Regions from separate parts of the Anas platyrhynchos genome. Here region 1 is linked to region 2. Evidence: chromatin contacts called from public Hi-C data. All regions are on one chromosome and are shown on one strand. Each heading gives the region's core, a stretch centred on a gene start, on an enhancer-like site or on the middle of the called end of the contact. The rest is flanking DNA. Distances are from core to core; before and after follow the strand shown. Region 1 has its middle 66 kb from the start of CITED4. Region 2 has its middle 100 kb from the start of CTPS1.

The links. Hi-C and Micro-C count contacts between places; a contact is called where the count stands out from the background.
Region 1: a contact with region 2 is called in a Hi-C map of liver, with 2.8 times the contacts expected there. The contact joins two enhancer-like sites. A contact is called at or near these places in 2 of 8 Hi-C or Micro-C datasets (liver and skeletal muscle).

What each region holds. Positions count from the first base shown.
Region 1 is chr24:6,872,608-6,878,480 of IASCAAS_PekinDuck_T2T, reverse strand. No RefSeq gene overlaps it. Among named protein-coding and RNA genes, the nearest start is that of CITED4, 66 kb to the left of the region's middle. Within about 2 kb of position 3,855, at least 5 of the 8 cell types and tissues checked have an H3K27ac peak or open chromatin away from gene starts, as enhancers often do.
Region 2 is chr24:6,802,932-6,808,415 of IASCAAS_PekinDuck_T2T, reverse strand. No RefSeq gene overlaps it. Among named protein-coding and RNA genes, the nearest start is that of CTPS1, 100 kb to the right of the region's middle. Within about 2 kb of position 1,320, at least 1 of the 8 cell types and tissues checked has an H3K27ac peak or open chromatin away from gene starts, as enhancers often do.

The DNA.
Region 1 (5,873 bases), core at 2,606-5,105, 68 kb before region 2:
GGGAAATCTCAGTGCCCGTATAGAGGGGACAACCCCACACAAGCATTACACCCCCTCTCCACCTGGAAGGGTGAGAACTAGCTTCAGGCCAGTCACATTCCCAAGTTGGGCTGGGGACAACCCAGAGCCACTGGCCCTTCATATGTCCCTGTCCTATGGTGACTTTTTGCTATTGCTCTGTGGATTAAAGATTTAAATGCTGAGTGAGGCAGAAAAAAAGGGAGAGGGAATGCCTTTGTACATTGCTGAGTCAGGCTCACCTGGAAGTGAGATGCTAGATTCCAGAGGTTTGCCCATGAATAGGTGAGTGGAAAAGCATAAGCAGGAGTGAATAAGCCCTGTTGTGTGGGTTATGCAGCTGAAAAATGAAGAAAAGGGGGCTTTGAAACAAGTCCAAATCTCCTGATGTGGGCTCTCAGCTTCCTAGGTGCGTGGGTAGGTAAAAGATAACTGTCACTTGTCCTCTGGCACTGCAAGCCTACATAATAAAATCTTTTTCAGCAACTTCATGCAGCAAGTTAAACCCCAATATTGAACTTTAAAGGGACTAAAATCACATTTTTTAGCGAATAAACTATTTGCCAAATCAACATTTAATTGCCCAGTCCTGTCCCTATTAGCTGCTGAGCCCTTTAGAATATGGCTAGGGAACACCTCCATGTACCTCGTACCAAGTCAGCCCCTTCAGAGCAGAGGTGAAGAAAAACACACCCCTGAGCTGACAGACTCTAAACACTGGAAAATAGTCCCAGTGCCAAGGCTGCTTTTCCAACTGGGAATTACCCTTCAGGTAACAATTATGAGAATCTATGTGGGAAGAACTAAAAAAACCCAAGCCCAACAGTCCTTTCATGGGAGTTCTGAAATAAGGTGTTGGTACCTGGAGTCCACATATGTGGGTTTTACTAGCCTGCCATTAGGAGAACAACTCAAGATCCCTGTCTGGCCTTCATGGGTTCAGCACATCTTGCCCAAGGCTTCCCAAGGGTGTCTGTGCATTGACCTAAGGTTTGCCTCCAGCCTAAAACCTTTGGGACCAAGAAATTAGGCTCACCGTGCCTATGCACCCAAAAGAAGATCGGTCTCCTTGTGAACTTTGAGCACATGTAGTCATGGACAACACAAGCATTTCTGGATGGGAACTTCACAAATTATTCCATTTCAGCTAGAGCCTGTCATTTTTCTAATGGGATAGGAGACAAGTGGGAAGTCACACCAGTGCCTGCACATGACTTCCACAGGCCTCTTGCATTGGATGCCTAGACCATCAGAGGAGACCAGCCTACGTATCTTCAACATAAGTAACAGCCTGGGAGCTGCCTTCAATAAGAACAGCAGATAGCCTGTCCTATGCATCCTTGACCATGTCCTGCTGCTTGTTGGTTGTAATGTTCTGATGGGTCCCTAGCTAAAGGTGAGTGCATCCAACAGGGGAATATCTTGCCACAGGCCAGCATGGTCCACTGCCATGAAGTGCCAGCACAGAAGGGATTTCTGCTCAGACCCCACAGTGAAGGTCTGTGTGTGCTTCACGACGGAACCTTGGTATGGTATTCACAGGCTCCTGGATCGTTCTGTGCAGTGTAGCATTGCAACCCAGCACAGTTGGGCAATGGCTGGCAGCAAGGAGAGGGTTGCACAATCTTCACTTGCACAAGTCCACGCTGCTTCAGGGGAGTGTTTGTCTGTGAACAGCATTGGACAAATTGAAGTTGCATAACTCCAACCCATGCTACTTTGGACTCTTTCGTTTTATATTTTTTTCTTTTCCATTTTTCCTATTGGTTTTCCTCTTTCCTTTTCTCTGTGTTGTTTCTACTTAAGAAACCCTGGCACAGACTGGACACGTTGTCCCTCTCATACCCCAGCATCATGCCTGAGTATGATCCTCAAACCTGTCCACTTCTCAAGGCTGTTTCTTTCCATGCCTGTTGCAAGACTGGTCATTGCTTCCAGCTGAGGATTTTGGGACTCTTTCTGTTCTGTCTTGACTTTGACACAGAGGACTGCAAAGGTCAATTTGTCACTAATGGCCACAGAGTAGTTGGGTCCATGCCACAAAAGCTGAACCTGCAAAAGAGGCCTAAAATGCATCTGCACACTGCAGTCACCCATATGCAAATTGCAAAGTGCAGGACAACCTAGGAAGATTTCCTAGGAAATGTGATATTATGTGTTCACAAACACAGCTTTGCACTTTTTTTTTTTTTTTTTTTTTTTTCTCCCCACTGCATAATGTGCATCAAGTTGGAAGGCTCAGGTGGGGGGAAAAACATTGCCTCACCAAACCTCTCCCATTACCTGAGCCACAGCAAGGGAAACAGCAAATGCCTTTGTTGCTAAAATGGAAGCTGACTTTGGTGCTCTATCAGCCCAGCTGAGGGAGGAGGGGCTGGGGCAGAGGATGAAAGATGAAGACTAAAAAGGGTAACAAAAATGCAGCTTATAATAGATCTCTAGGTTTTCTGTCACTGCAGAGAACAAGGTATTTACCACACAGCTATTGTTCCCAGAGATTCCTGCAGGACAGAAGCACATCTATATTCATACATGGGGATGGTCATATACACCTTCCATGTCTGAAAAGGTTCCTTGCTGCAATATTTAAATACCCGTTGCACTATCACTGTTAGATCTGAGCGAATAATCCACAATGAATAATGTATCCAATGAATCCATCCCTGCTAATTGTGGAATATTCACGAGCAGATGGCAATTCTAGGCAGGTTTTTTCACATTTCTTTTTTCTCTGCTCTGTGGACGGAGCTTTGCTGTAAGTAGGTGATATTTGAAATTCAAGCTGTGTTTCTAAGTTACGATTGGCCAGTTGTGACATGATGGTGTCCCTCTTTCTGCATTGGCCGAGCGTACAAAGTACTTTGGATACAAATACTCGCATGTGCAAATTTAAAATTCAGTTTCCATGGTTACTCATGCATGCAGCTTTGAACTTCACTTTTCTCCAACATTTGTGCTAGTAAAACTCATTCAGTCGAAGGTTCATGGAAAGTGAACACAAAAGATGCATGAGGCTATATTTGCATGCTCTAATATAGATGATTTCTCTTCGAAAATCTCAGCCTGGATATTCATTGGGCTTTTCTGCCACCTTCTCTGGTGTCTGCTTTCATGGGCTTCAGCCTACAGGAATTTTCTTTCCCAATATTATCAACCTTTGTGACTTCAGTTTTAGCATCACAAATACATGCACAGCTGGCTGATATCTCTATCTGCAGGTAGATACAAACGTCTTGTAATCAGTTCTGCATTGGGCAAAGCAGTTTATTTTTTCTTGCAATTTAAACCTCAATTAGTTTTGCAAAATCAGATTTCTCTCCTTGTTAATCCAATGTCATTCAGAAATAACAAGGAATTAGAACAGGTTCATCTTTGTTTTGTAGCAATGATATAGAGAGAGAAGAGAAAGAAAATTAGCAAGAATTTTAAAGTCAGGGTAGCTGGAAAGAGCTGAGCTGATGGGAAAGTGAGTTTGTTTTGGTTTTGAAAAGAGCAAACAAGACGTCAAAGTCAGAGTCAGAGTGCAAAGCCCTACTGTACATGAGTCATGAGGGTGTGTATCTGTCCCTTTCAAGATCTGAACACATACCTTTAACTGCCGATAAAATACCTGGTTTGCATTATTTTCACAAACACCTTCCTTGATTGTGAAAAGAACTGAGTTTCCAAAAACTCCCCCTTCCCTCCCACTCTGGGACAGTTTAATAAAAGTTATTTTTGTTTCTCTGGCTATCACGTGTCTTGTGCAATATTTCTGTAGCCTCTGGACAAACACATGAGAGAGAGCAAAGGTTAACCGCGATTTATGTCTGGGTTTGTAATTGCACTGTGGGAGCAGCATGGTGGGGAACATGCCTGGCTGGCTGCGGGTGCCTGTCATGCACAGTGCTTCCAGCACGCAGCCCATGACAAAAAGGCTCAGGCAAAAGAAAGCAGCGCCACTTTCACTGCCAACCAATAACCAGTGTTTCATTAGCATGTTCTGTCTCTACTTCAGACTGACAATAAATTAAAGGCATTGGTTACAGGGTCAGACCATGGCTGAGCCCTGCCTCTGAGCCCTCGGGTCCTCCCAGAGTTCATCTACAAGCGGCTCTGCTATTTGCCTTTGCGATGGTGCTGGCTTTAACCCTACTGCACAGCAACAAGTTGCAGGTCTGGAGGGTGAATGGGGACAGGGAACAACGTGCACCCAGGCTCAGCTGGGGAACAGATCAAAGCTGCAGGACTGGGAAGGCAGCGGATGTTCAGACAACTATTTGCACCTGGGAATATTCACATCACGCTCCAGTGCTGGGAAAACACCCCACTGCCCATGCTCAGTGCCTGACCTTTTTAACTATTCAGAGTGCAAAACCAAATGGCTTTAAAGTGCTATCTGCTCTGAAATGGGTGACAAAGCATAACAATGACCCCTTCTTATTCAGCAGATGTGATCGCTAGTCACTTTGTGCCCAGCTGTGTGTATTCAGGCTCAGAGCTGTTGACTTTAGCAAGAAAATGACTGCTGTTGCCCTGCAGTTTGCCAAGCTGCCCCTTGGAAAGCCCTGAGTTGTGTTCCTCCATGTGCTGCAGCACTGGAGCTGTTCCCAAGGGCTAGCATCTCCCATCTCTCCTAAGGTGGGGAGACACAGGGTGTCCCTTGCACCTTGGGCTGTTTGGAGGAATGGAGGCGGGCACCACCGTGCTGAGGACCTGGTGGTTTAAATACCTGAGTTGAGCTCAACTGTCCTGGAGCATTGAGTTAAGTCCTACAAATGTGGTGTCATTCCTGCCCAACTTTAGATATTTAGAAATCATATGGGCAGTCCTGAATGGCAGAGGACCAACTGAAAAATCAAATGAATGCCGAGGTGGCAACATATAACTTAGCTTGAGGAGAAGAACAGCAAGGAGCAGGGTGCTTGTGATGAGCTTGTGTGCAGCTGGAGCACAGTGGAGTCTTAAGTCGGGGTGTCCTCTCCCTCCACACTCCTCCTTGGGCAGGGGTTGCTGTTACAGTGGAACTGGTGGGTTTTGGTAATAGTTGCTGACAAAATTGTCATCAGTTGCCTTGTGGGCTGAAAATCACTTTAAACCCCTGGTTGCACAATCTAGGTTTCTCAAGACTTTCCCGAAATTGCCTCTTTGGCACTAGGGAAAAGTCTGAGAATTTCAGTGTGAGAGGAAATTCCCTCCAAAAACCCAGAGAGATTCGAAGAAAAGAGAGCTCTCAGCTTTGCTGATTGCACTTCTGCTGTTTGTTGCTAGCAGATGGTGGAGCAGCTTTGCCCTTTGGCCAGGACGGTGGGAGACAAAAGTCCCTGGCCTGGGACACGGCAGCAGGAGACAGGAGCAGAGTTTGGAGCAGACACATGGTGCGTCCCCTGCAGCCTCTCATCCTCTTTCCTTTCTCCATGTGGTGGCATCACCTGGTGAAGGGGGACAATACACTCCCCATTTTGGTTTCCCATCTTCCCCTGGAGATCTACTGCTGAAGCCATCTGCCCAAAGGAGAAGAGAACACAGGACTGCTCCAGGCTCACACTCCCTCCTCTTCCTCTGTCCCTTGGGGCTAAAAGCACCAGCCGTGTGACTGCCTTTGTTTGCCAAGGCACTGCTGGCCTCACTCAGTCTTGGCTGAGGCTGTAGGAGGAGGGGCTGCCCAGCAGCAGATGGTCCTGATGGAGGGGCTTGGCTGGGTGGGCTGGGAATGCCTGCCTGGGGGGACCCCTTTCAGTGCTCGGATGGGGGAGGTTGCCTGCCCCTCAGACAGTGAGCTCCCAGAGGAGCACTGGATGGGATTACACTGCTATTCATCTAATTGCAATTGTATTGGGAGCAAAGAGACAGTACTTCTGTCCTCCGAGGATGTT
Region 2 (5,484 bases), core at 71-2,570:
CCTGGGTGTATTGGTGGATAGATGGCTGAATATGAGCCAGCAGTGTGCTCAGGTGACCAAGAAGTCCAACAGAATCCTGATTGTATCATAAATATTGTGATAAGAAGGACTAGTGAAATGATTGTCCCCTGTTCTCAGCTCTGGTGACACCATACCTCAAATATTGTGTTCAGTTTTGGACCCCTCACTACAAGAAGAACATCAAGGTGCTGGAGCATGTCCAAACAAGGGCAACAAAGCTGGTGAAGGACCTAGAGAATAAGTCTGATGAGGAGCAGCTGAGGAAACTGGGGTTATTTAGTCTAGAGAAAAGGAGGCTCAGGGGACACCTTACTGTACTTTATAATTACCTTAAAGGAGGCTGTAGTGTGGTGGGGGGTTAGTCTCTTCTCCCAAGCAGCAAGCAATAGGACAAGAGGAAATGTCCTAATGTTGTGCCAGGGGATTTTTAGGTTGAATATTTGGAAAAAAAAATCTTAACTGAAAGGGCTGTGAAGCATTGGAACAGACTGCCCAGGGAAGTAGTTGAGTCACCATCCCTGGAGGTACTCAAAAGATGTGTAAATTTGGTGCTTTGAGACCTGGTCTAGTGGTAGACTTGGCAGTGCTAGGTTAACAGTTGGACTTGATGATCTTAGAGGTCTTTTCCAGCCTAAATGATTCTATGATGCACTGATGGCCCATGTACCAATGCCTCCTCTTCTTACCCACAGTTTCTCTGCCTTGATGCAGTGCTCATCTCTGAGAAGACTATTGGCATTGGTATGGGCAGGGGAGCATAGCAGCAGATGGACCTGTTTGCCAGCTCCTCTACTCAGCTGCAGGAATAGCAGTAAATGTACTTAATTCATATTTTGTTGGCATTCTACAAGGCTGGCCAGGAACATGCTGTGCAGCAGCTAAAGCAGAGTATTTTCTTTCCTATTGTTCTTCTTGTACTTGGTTTCTCATATTTCTGGGACAGGGGCAACTCAGGACCAGAGAAACAGGATCTTCAGGAGGTGAAGCATCATGTTAATATCAGTGTAGATGAGTTGTACTAGGACATTTTCCATCCACTTGGAAAGTAGAAGTTTGTTGTGCACTGACAGCTGAACTGAAACAGAGTTTTTGCACTCTAACAGTGTCATGCTTACTGTTTTTTTGTTTGTTTGTTTGTTTGTTTGTTTTTTTCTTCTTGAACACAGTGCCCTGTTCTATCACTAATGTTATTTTGTGCATCTGAAAACGCTGATTTAGCACTCTCATAGCTCTGGAGAAGGGAAGCAAAGGGCACGAGGACAAAAGTTGAAAGCTGTTAAGGAAGAAGCAGCAGACCAGGCAGAGCAGCTGCAGCTGTAAACCAAGTTCAGGCAGAAAATCTGAGGGCAACACTAAGACCACTCCTGAGGTTCACAACTGAGTGTGCCTCCACTGATCTGAGGCCTGATAAAAAAAGAAATAAAGTAACACATAATTAAATAACAGTTCCCCAAATCATGGATTACAGAAGCTATTCTGTAGTTACAAGCAGCTATGTGGCCCTAGAGAAAGGGGATTTAATCTGAGTTGTTCTCCTTCTCTTGTTATATACTTCTTTGCTATGTGATTTTGAAAATGATTTTGGTCCAGAGCTTTAATAACATATGAAGGAGAACCATGCAATTACTAAATGCCCCATGCTTTTGCAATGTTTTTTTGCACAGGAGTAGGTAATTGGTAGGAATTATATTCCCTTTTTGAGATTTTAAGATTTAGTAAGATTAACAGCTCTGTCCTCATAGTGGAGAAATGCTGCAAAAGATACAAAGAAATAAACATATATATTGAAAAACTCCATTGCTTGTTTTCTGAGAGCCTGTCCTGCTGACACAATGGTTCAGAGTCCTGAGTAGCTCCAGGCATTCTGATTGTTATGGTACCAACAGGGCAATGTTTCATCATTCAGGACGGAAATAACACAGGTGCAGAGGAAGAGGATTTATGCAAATATTTTGTTTCTTGCTTATAGAAGCCTGAATTTATCTTTACATTTTACCTGGTCAGAAATCCAGATCGTCCCCATTTATGGGCAGCTTCTCTATTTGGGGCAGCCATGAGGAGAGTTGTATTTGCTGGCCACTGAAGAGACAAACTGAAAAAAAGAAAATGAAACTTGACCAGAAAGTGTGATTTCCAAGAAAATGAATATTTGGGGTAGTTGAAATTTGATTTTCATCTGAACTGGGCTGAAAGCAAAACTTTTCTGCATTTCCTTTGAACAGGGAACTCTCCAGATGCTTCCAGGGCTGTGTGACAAACAGTTGACAGTCAGTGTCACTGTGTTCAGAGCACCTTTTGCCTAGACCTGGTTTCTCAGCACTTCCCAGTGTCCCCAGTCAGAGACGGACCCAGCTGGCTGGTTTCAACAGCGGTGGGAGCTGGGGCTTTGCAGAGAAGACAGAGTGGGGCTGGTTGCCAAGTACTGCCTGCCAGACCCACAGCCCTGGGAATACCAGGTCCACATGTGGTGCAGCCTGGCAACTAAGCTGAATCCCAGGCAGATTTTCCCAGCCTAAGATATTTCCAGGAAAAAAAGTGGGGATTTGAGAGCTGGTATTTTCCAACACAGAAAAAACAGCAGTTTCATTGCTAAGAGGCCCTAAATTGGGAGCAACTAGAAACCACAAATACTGCAGCTGTGAGAAGCCAAAGGTGCCTCATGAAGAGGGGTTGCCACAGTTTAGGTCTTGCATTAGCACCAGGCATGGTGTGCACACTATGCCAAGGGGACAAGGGGACATTGCCCTGCCCACAGCTGTCACCAGCATCCACTAGCACGCCTAGCAGGCTGGTCCCACCATTGGCACCACAACCAAACTGGTTAACTGCTTTAGGAAACTTCTCCATTTTCTTGACAGTTTATTTATTTTTCTAATAAATATATTGTGCAATCAGCTTGTTATGATCAGTTTAGTTTCTCTGGGTTTTGTAAGGATTAAAGATAAGAAGTTGTAATAAATGTGGTTCTTTGAGGAGGATTAAATTATGCTTTTTTATAGGTAGTGCTGTATTATGATAAGGATTAAAAACATTCACTTCTTAAATATTGCAATAAATCTATTGGAGATCTGCTGAATCTTTCAGTGCAGGACATTTCTGGAAGATCTCCACAATCAGAAGAGATGACTCGTGTTGCTTCTGCGACTGGCTGAATATCATCCCATGGATTCTCCCAATTCTATCCCTGAGTCCAATGAATTGGGCATGCCTTTTAAAGCCTTGCAGTCTTTAAATAAAAATCTTACCTGTTGGAGAGTGCATCATGTCCTAAGATCAGGTATTCCTCAATTCACCCTTTAGCCTGTTCATAGATAAATCAAATACATTGAACACCTTTTTCACCATGAGACAAATTTCAAGAACTTAATTTGAGAAGCCTATTTACTGAGTGCTGTTAATGATGGTGTGTGACCTCCATAGCCATCTTTCAGTACGTATCTGCCATTCCTTCAATTTGTAGGAGGGTAACAGCTCTCTAATCACCTTGTTCTTTTTATTATTTTTTCCTATCTTGTACATCTTTCATGACATCTCTAGCTCTATTAAAAATATCAACGTCCTATGACAGCATCCATTTGCAAACCCTTGGTTGCAGGTTATTGGAGCTGTTTAACTTTGAAGTGTTTAAGCAATCAGTTAAACTCTGTTTTTCTCAATCACAGCTTCACACCTTCTCTTAGTGGCGGAGCAGACACTTCTGTGTTATCTCAGCTTGGTAGGAAAGTATCTCCCACTTTGCAGATGCTAGCAAAACAGTTTACAGAATTCCTTGGAGCTGTGGAAAGCACAGTACACTGCTAGCATCAACCTGGTAGTTTCCATCTAATAAAGAACCTGTGAAATTTTCATAATACATAGTTCCTTCAAATATACCTTAACATTTCCACCTCCTAGTCATTATCCTTGTGTCTATTTGATTTTCATTTGTTTTATAGTCCACTGGATGCATTCGTAACATGGATTTTATTTTCTGACCACAGTACGCTTTCACACACCTGTAAGGTGTTGCCAATATTCAGGCTGAAAGAAGGCAGCCAGCTGAGATTGCTAAGACAGGAATCCAAGGACTTCCATTTCACATGTGAATTTGTGGCCAGTTATTCTGGTTTTGTGCAAGCCTTTCTTGGCCATGAAAAGGGTTTGAAAAATGGATTTTAATATTAATTTTGGTCATTCAAATATTGATTGTTGAAATTGAGCTATATTTAATCTTGACAAACTAAGTGAGCATTTAAAACTTTCCCAGTGTTTACTTTTGGTAGAAAGCTGAACATTCCTACTTACATGAACTAATCCAACCACAAGTCACTGTACAGTGACCCTAACTAATGCCATGTGGTGGCCATACCTTGTGAGCACACATGGTGACGTAGGGCCACAGCTGGCCCTGGAACCACCAAAGACTTTTAGAAGTATTATCCAAAATCTTTGCAGTTCATCTAGTCACTGTCTGCCCCAGCTTATAGCTTTGTCCCAGGTCTTCTCACTGGACAAACCTATGCTTCAGACCTCACAGACTCTTTTCAGGGCAAAAGGGAGAAGCAGAAGTCTGTGGGGCCATGAACACAAGATGGGTGTTTTATGCTGGGTGTCTGCTACATGTGCTTTGTCAGGGAGAGCACAGGAGGCCAGGGAGCATGTACATAGCTGCTGGTGACAGGAAAGGAGTTAATAAGGTGTGAGGGACTGAGCAAACCTTGTTGCAATCCAGCAAGTCTCTAGGCAGTTGCTGTGCCTAGTCACTGCAAGGACGACATCCCTGTAAGTCCCAGGCATCCCACAGCCCATCAGATATCTACCCACACTGGATCCCCGTTAATCAGTTAAGCAGAGAAGCTTAACAGAAATAGCATCTTATGTAGGCAGCCTGCCCAGGCCATAGGTGTGTGTGATCCCAGCTGAGAGACAAGGCTCCTCAGCACTACACAAGCAGCACGTCTTTCCAAGCTGTGATGGTCACCCAGAGTCTGCTCTGTAGGTTGCATCAGAGCCAGGGGACGCTTACAGAAGACCTGCAGTCAGACTTGTCCTGAGCAACTCTGCTCAGGATAACATGGGACATAGTTACCTTTTGGTCAGTATTATGCACCCAAAGTAGAGAAATACTACTGGAGATTGGAGAAGGTCCAACTGAGCATGTACCTCCCCAGCTGCTGCTGCAGTCATCTCAGTGCAGTGCATCCTGCCCTCCCCTTGTGACAAAATGAATTACTTTAGGATGGGGGGTACAATAGTCCAGGACTAGGGCCAGTTTGAGATGCCTCATCCATCCCCTACTCTGTGGAGAGGTTTTGAGCCATGCACACTGCAGCATCACTCTGCCAAAAACCTCAGTGTACTGATATCCCTTGCTGGAGAGTGGGAATGATAGGGAAAGGTTCTGGAAGTCTCTGGCATCCATAACTTGGCCAGCTTTGCCTGGCCAGCAGTAGCTCTTGCTCAGCCTGTGGAGACATTTGCCCT